2 separate regions of the Mus musculus genome follow, and region 2 is linked to region 1. A link is a contact called in public Hi-C data. All regions are on one chromosome and are shown on one strand. The core of a region is the stretch at or near the end of the contact, and the rest is flanking DNA. Distances in the headings are between cores, read along the strand shown. Region 1 holds the start of Ralyl (RALY RNA binding protein-like). Region 2 overlaps Ralyl (RALY RNA binding protein-like).

What was found. Hi-C and Micro-C count contacts between places; a contact is called where the count stands out from the background.
Region 2: a contact with region 1 is called in a Hi-C map of cerebellum, with 2.4 times the contacts expected there. The contact joins the enhancer-like site here to the promoter of Ralyl in region 1. A contact is called at or near these places in 5 of 484 Hi-C or Micro-C datasets (brain, cerebellar granule neurons, cerebellum and 2 more) and 1 of 9 other capture datasets (pancreatic islet).

Annotation. Positions count from the first base shown.
Region 1 is chr3:13,470,358-13,474,223 of GRCm38.p6, reverse strand. Ralyl (RALY RNA binding protein-like) reads right to left here and starts at 2,569. Exons shown (of 9, transcript NM_001357033.1): 1 at 1,432-2,569. It overlaps Gm2464 (a long non-coding RNA gene), which reads left to right and starts at 2,395. Exons shown (of 2, transcript XR_003954437.1): 1 at 2,395-2,827; 2 at 3,342-3,785.
Region 2 is chr3:13,555,683-13,559,451 of GRCm38.p6, reverse strand. The region is part of intron 1 of Ralyl (RALY RNA binding protein-like); the gene reads right to left. Among named protein-coding and RNA genes, the nearest start is that of Gm2464, 86 kb to the right of the region's middle. Within about 2 kb of position 1,556, at least 3 of the 459 cell types and tissues checked have an H3K27ac peak or open chromatin away from gene starts, as enhancers often do. A contact at or near this core is called in cerebellar granule neurons and cerebellum, where this site is marked.

The DNA of each region.
Region 1 (3,866 bases), core at 1,320-3,819:
ATGCAACTTGCAAGAATCTTAGAGTTATATAGGTGTGGCACAGGCAAAATGCTTATTGCATTGCAAGACTTCCCTCAGAGTCTTTCCTCCTTATTTCACTGCAAAGCATAAAACACAAACATCAAACTTTTCATGTCACAAGCTGCACACATAGAAATTCAATAAAACATTCAGTTGGAAGCCTATAGGATAAGTTATTCATTCTTTTGCTATAGGTCCTTGTTTTCCAAAGTTTAGTTTTAAAATTTTTTTAGATAACCTAGAAGAAAACTTAATAAGGCAAAAACAATATAATTAATTTATTTTACCATAACCCAAACAGTGCACGTGAGAAATTTAGCAGTGAACTAACTCGTTTAAGGTTGGAAAAGAAAATGAAAGTTTCGGAATCCATCTACTCAAATAGTTGTAGTCCCTCTCCAGAGGTTAATATTTAGTCTAAGCCTTTCCTATACTTATTTAGGATCTAAATTCTCCCACAGATTCTGTTACTGTGAAAAGTAGAGAAAAGATTTTTTTTTTTAATTGCCAGCCAGTGCATCTTTGAAAAGTACTGCTGGGTTTATGGAGACATGCAACAGGGCACTCAAACACTATAGATGACATTTCAACCCTCAGTACTTCAGCACTACATCAGTGGCCACCTTCAGTGGCCCTTTGCCCTACTCAGTCGTCGGCCTGGGGTAGGGGGCACCTATACAATCAGTATCTGGTGGTTAAAAATGAAACAGTCTATTTTTAAAGAAAGGATAATGTACCTTGTAGGCGTCGTCCCATTAAACCTAGTATGCACAGGTACAAGTGACCATTCCCTCTCCTCGGAAGACACCAGCAAGGGTTTAAAAGCAAAGCGACGCCGCCAGGAAAGCATGAGGGAGACAACACGGAAGACGTGAAGCTGCCGGAGCTAGCGGAGGCGGCTGGGAAGAACCCACTGCGCTGCTCCCGCGGGTCGCAGAGGCGAGAGAGCAGCGCTCAGTGACTGCTGCCATCCTAGACACCTCGAGCTCTGGCTGCCTGACCAGCCGCCAGCCTCCGGGCGGCAGCGGTCCCCGCCCCTTCACCCTCCATCTGCGCCCGGAGGACCGGATCACCGCACAGTCAGCGCCCCGCGGGGCCCTAGGCTTCCGGCGCTGCGGGTGGCTAAGGCCAACTTGCTGGACCGCCGGCTGTGCTCTGGTTCCCCTGCAGCCACCCAAACCTAGGCGCCACCAGGGGACGGGGTGTTCGCATCTTCAAAACCATCGCGGCCCAGAGAGCACTTTTGTTCTGGCTTCCGGCGCGGCTTTCCCCATTGCGGGCTCGGACACAGCCCAGAACCGGCGCGCACACGCGCACACACCCTCGCACACGCACACACGCGCGCACACAGACTTCTTGGCCAGCGTTGCCATCACACACCCGGGGAACGCCACCGAGGGGGCCAAGTACCTGCTCTCTGCGAGCTGTTGTGCTGTTCACTTCATCCTCCGTTGACAAGGAAACCAAACCGCACTTCATTTTTTTTTCCAGAAAAACCTTCCACTGCCATCATTTGAAAATTGATTTACGGGGAGGGGAGAAGGAGGAAGAAGGGATAATATAGATATCAGGATATCTATCATAAAATTATCTCGGGTTTTTTAAATAAAAAAGTCAAATATGCAAAAGTAATAGTTAATGTAAAGGAGGAAAAAAAGCAACTGCTTAAAAATAATCCCTTTAACTAGCTGCAAGAAAAGTTTCATGTTATCAACTGATATCAAAAACAGGAGGGGAAAAAACGAAATATTTCTCACAGGCTTCCAAAAAGGTCATAAAAATGCAAAATTAATGTCTTTGCTCAGTGGTGCGAATCGAATTGCAAGACGACAAACTTGTGAACACTGCTGGAAAATCCCACCTACACAAAAATGCAATCGGAAAAAGAGTACGTAAAAAAGAGTTAGAAACATGCTTTCTTATCTTTACAAAGGGAAAAAAATAGGCACCATACTTCACAACGCTTTTTCCATAAAACCAGTTGCACATTTTGCTGGACTTGGGAGCCGCTCGCAGAGAGCACCGCTGCCGCGGACTCCCAGACACAGCGCCTTGTCTAGAGAACCATCGCATGCTAGGAAAACTTGATTGAGGAAAAGGCTTAAGACTATGCTCGTCAGCTTTCCCAAATACAAACAATAATCAAAGAAGTGGGAAGAAAAAGAAGAAGAAGAAGAAGAAAAAAAAAAAACAAAAACAAAAACAAAAAAAAGGAAAAAAAAAAGAATAGGACAAGAATGCCACTGAGTAGGTACTCACCGAGCGGGAGTAAAATGTTGGAATAAAAATGAGATTTAGGAAAATACAGTATGGCGGTGGAAGAAGGAATGAAGCGCGTTTTTTTCTCAGTCTCTGCCTCGGGCACTGACACGTGACTCGGAGCCAGGCGGACTTGCAGGCAGCGGGGCCACCGCGGCTGCTGGGCGACCTCGGAGCCCTCGAAGCCCTCTGAGCCGCTCGGGCGGGCGCGGCGGTGAGAGCCCGGCGAGGCGGCCTCCTCGGCGAGCCCGGACTAGCAGGTGCCGCTCACGCTGGGCTGAGCGCACGCACACGCACACGCAGACGGGCAGGGCGCGGGCTAGCGGGGACCGCGCGGGGCGGGCCGGAGGCGCGCAGCTGCCGCCGCCGCCGCCGCCGCCGCCGCCTCTGCCGCTGCTGGTACTGCCGCTGGTGCTGATGCTGCGGGCGCTCCGCCAAAGAAGAACAGCTCAGGGATGTTCAGCGGAGGCATCAGAGGGCACACAACTTGCTGCCCACTGCAAAGTTGCCGCTTGCCACTTCCTTATTATTCGGTTTTCATCTCCAGGTAGTTTCCTGCAGAGAGCTCTTGTCCCTCTCCCCAAGTTTCACTCTTTAAACCCGGTTTAACTCAATCATTTTATTCATTTGATCTTGGGGCTCCCATTTCTTCTAGATTGCTTTGCCCATGTCACTTCCTCCCCCAGGTCCGTTTTCCACCTTGTGGTTCTCTGAGAACCTGGATTCGTGCAGTGCGTTTTTTTTTTTTTTTTTTTTTTGGGGGGGGGGGCGTTGTCACTGCAAAGCCAACATTAATCCTTTTTTTCTTTTTTTGGCTGTCTTGGGGTGTTCCCCCATTCAAAAGATTTTAAAAAATCTTTTATTTGGAAAAATCCCATCCCAGATTTTCGTTTGCTTGTTGCATGATGCTGGGCGGGGTTGTGAACGTGGATAATTTATTCTTTCCTGGGCCAGGCATTGTTTGTTTTGTCTGCTTGAGCACCAGCTTTGACCTGTCTGGAAGGCTCTGTAGTCCAAGCTCCAGGCAGGGTCCTTCTCACTCTTGCAAGTTGTTTTCTCAGGCTGCAAGTCCAAGGAGAGGATCGAGGCAGACAAGTGAGTCCATTGTGTGAGTGTTTGCCCGGCAGCAGGCACCTGGCGACGGTCGAGAGGGGGAGATGTGCACCACTCACTAGAAGGCTGCCAAAGATCAGCTACAAGCCAGGCGGCTGAGCAGTGCTTTGGAAGGTGGAAGAAACAAGGAGTTCACCAAGCATCTGCTGAGGGATGCCTGTCCCTGGAACAAAGATGCCATCAGCCAATCACTGACTGCTTTGGGATTCTTCTACTGCTGCCTGTTGCAGAATCAGCTTTCTGGGCTCTGCAATGAATTAATTTTTCTTCATCTTTCATAAACTATTCTATCAAACCCGTTTCTCTGTATTGCTTTGAATGTGGTTTGCACTAAATTAGTTGCCAACGTCTGTATTATAAAATAAAAAATAAATACAGTTTGTTGTCTCTCATGTTGCTACTCTGATCTTTATGCCACTCTTTCCATCGTCCACGTTGAAAATAAAATCTCTGCTTTGGATGGAGTCTAACCT
Region 2 (3,769 bases), core at 307-2,806, 86 kb before region 1:
TTTGGATTTTTTTCAGTAATCCTGAGTATTAATACTCAGGTTTCCTTGAAAATGTTGATAAAGACAGGGAAAATATTGATCATAAATATAATACTATATACTGAAAACAATCAGTTAGTGATTTTTCTTAAAAATTATATTAAAATTGCTATACCTTAAATATACTACAGAGGTTACTTTGATACTATTCAGCCACTGCTAATCAGTATGAACTACTGTCTAAAGTTAATGGGCAATAATATTCTATCTCTGACAGCATGCCATTTTAATTCAAAACAAACAAACAAACGAGCAAACAAACAAAACCTTAAACCTGATAACTGAATTGAAAGCCAAATAACAGACATTTAGGTAACATAGACTTAAATCAAACAGCAAATAATATATGTTACATGTTGCAATAACAAAAAATGGATAATAATAATGAAAATAACTATCTACTTTTAACTCCATCTGTATTAATGTCAGGGCTCCTTCTCGACACAGCTGTGAAAAAGTCCCACTATGACGTCTCTTGAATAAGCAACTGCATATTAAAGCATTCACCATGTCATGTCAAGAGTGGCCACCAGTCCATAAATTCTAAATTAATTTTAAATTTATCTGTGTTCAAAAATCTAATGTGGATCTGATTATGAAGTATACTCCTCTGTATTTTTTTATTTATTGATGTTTCAATACACTGAGTTCAGTCAGTGTTGAACAGTATCTGAAGTCAAGAAACTAGAATCAGGTCATTTGTGCAGGGCTGGGTGATGTGTAAGAATTGTTTGGAGACTAAAGGCAATGGAATATGCTTAAATTTTTAAATTATTGTGTGCCTATTTGTATTTGAGCTTCTCAAGGCCTCCTGAAACAGTACAATCTTCTCAGTGCTGGATAATTTAAATTGCATTCCAGAGTAAGGAAATCCTCACATAGAAAAAACACTAATATTCAGAAGAATACTTGATTCATGGGATATGTTCATTAAATTGAGCATGGTGGTTCATGCCTGAATGAAATTCTAGCATTCAGAAGACTGAGACAGTAGAGATGGCACAAGTTCAAGGTTAGCTGGGGTATGAATTAATTTTCAGGACACTGTGGATGAAAAAAGTTCTCCGTAACTATTTGGGTGTTACCTGTTATAAAAGCAGTTCTGTGCACAGCCCAAACTATAGAGCAGTGAGCTATCCAAGGTGTCTCAGTGCCAGCAGAATGTAGTTAAGCAATGAAAGTGTAAGTAAAACGTGCATAACCTAAGTAAGAGTGACAGCCACATGTCCACCATCTCCAGCAGGGCTTCCAGGTGTAGTAGACTTCAAAGGTTCACAAGCTACAAAGACACATATTTTGTGGGACCCAGTGCTGGCAATGCAGTGAAGGTATTTTCTGGAATTCTCGGTGGTGTAATCACTTAGGCCTAAAGCTCAAAACAACAGGATGGAGATTTTCTTTCTTATAAAACAAAAAGAATGATTTCCTTGGCAGCATCACAAGGATGCTCATTGCTCTTCCCAGTGAGATCCTGAAGACCTGCTGTGGAGCAGGTTACACACACACAATCTTGTACTTAAGGCTCTCCTCTTCCTATCTCAGCTGTGACCCTGAATGCAGATCAGACAGATAGGAGTCCCTTTGTCTCTCAAGTCAATCGAAGAAAGAGGCATTTTCCTACTGAGACTGTAATTTGATTTCACTAGGAATTCTCAATCTCTGTTCAGGAAGAGGAATGAAAAACAAAGGGTCAAACACCCGTTGCCACAAGCCAGCCAGATTTGTCTGACATAACTTTGAAGTCTAGGATGGGTGGATGTTTCAGATTCCCACCTTCAAAAATAGAAAGGAAAACGATATGGCGGAGATTTTTCTGACAAAAAATCATCGCACCGGCCTTACTCTCTTAAAAATCTGAAGTTTCCTCTTCATTGTTATTTGACGAATAGGAGTACAATCTAGGTGAAGCATTTCCTAATTTGGGAGGCACTAAAACAATGAGAAGCAGGGTTTGAAAAGGGGAACGGTGCCATGCCAGAGAGGAGTCTGTACATTGAAGTTGAGAGGACAGAGAGGCAAAACCACGCTGGCAAAAATCCAGGAGGTATAATTAAGGGCTCTGAGTGAGCCAAGTTGGCTAGAGAAGAAGATTCCTGTGAAATATAATGGGATATGAAGCATAGTAAATGGAAGTTGAAACAAGGTAGCAGAGTACCTTGAAAGCTTCACCACAAAAAAAAGACTATAAATGTCAGAGAACCATTTAACGTTTTGACTCAGGAAAGCAACAAGATTAAAAAAAAAAAAAAAAGAAAAGAAAGAACAAAGAAAGAAAGAAAGAACAAAGAAAAAGAGAAAAAAGAAAAGAAAAAGAAGCCTTAAAAGATAATTTCCAAGTTGAGCGCAGACAAGAGGAGAAGGCAGAGGCAATCGGATTACTGAGTTCGAGGCCAGCCTGGTCTACAAAGTGAGTCCCAAGATACCTAGGGTTATACAGAGAAACCCTGTCTCAAATAAAATAAAATAAAATAAAATATCAGAACCAAAAACCAAAAAGAAAAAAAAGAACAAAATAACAACAACAAACAAAAATAAAAGCAAAACAGAAACAAAACAAAAAACAAACAAAACAAAACTAAAAACTAAAAACAAAAAAACAACAAAACCAGTAGAGGGGATGCTCATGCAAACTGAGAAATACAAATATGACCAGGCAAGAATCAGCACTGTACTTAGCAGAAAGGGAAGGTGGGACAATGTTGAACACCACCTAAAGATTGCAGTCTTTGATCTTAATGAAAAAATGAAATGTTAGCATACAGCGATTTAGAGATGACCTGGGGTGTAGTGCTGCTCCACCAGAGCAAGCTGGATCTACTAAAACTTGCCTGAAAAATGGACAAACTGCTAAAACTACACCAAGACCCTGGACAATGGAGAAGATGTGCTCAATCCTTCTATGATTCCTGTAAATGATGCTGGACTAAGACACAAAGTTGTATGCTTTTCTCTATGTGCACGAGCACAAAAGAATCAATCTCAAGTCTTCTTTAGCCCCCCCCCCCCAACCCCATCCTTTCTATTTCTCTTCTTGGTTCATCTCTCTAAATACTCTGTTTTAATCACCCTCAACTGGCTTTACTAAAGACTCCTTTCAGACAGTTTCCTGTTTTAGTTATATTTCTTGTTTTGGATGCAAAAGACTCCCCACCTAGAACTTTAATGTATGTTAGCAGAGTGTTACAACAGCACTCAAAATACAAAGAGGCAGCTTCTTCTTATCTTTACTTGGATCTAGATTCTTCTCTGCACATCTGTTGAAATCATACATTCCTGCTGTCCTGCTCCAACTGCTTCACGATTCTTTGTTACCTAATTTTGCACAAAGCCTCAGGATTAAGTCCTGATCTTTTGAATATGGAATTTATTACAAATTGGAAGTTTTTCTTCTTTTCTTTTATTAGAATAAAGTTTGATATAATAGAGAGAACTTAAATGGCCAAATTAGAAGGGAGCCAAGATGGAATATGTGTATTGCTGTCTAATTTACAGTGTCAATAATATTTTTTGAACTGTGGGTCAAATATATTTTGCTCAGTAGCACATTTCTCTTCCCAGGAGCTGATACAGAAGAGATGTTACACCAACATATTGTAACAACATCTCGTATCAGATCTAGAAAACTATGTGGAGATACCATTAACTTAGTGGCTTAAAAAACAAAAATAAATCAATACACAGCTGAGTTTGACATGGGTCTCAACAGGCTAAAATCAAAGTGTCACCTGGT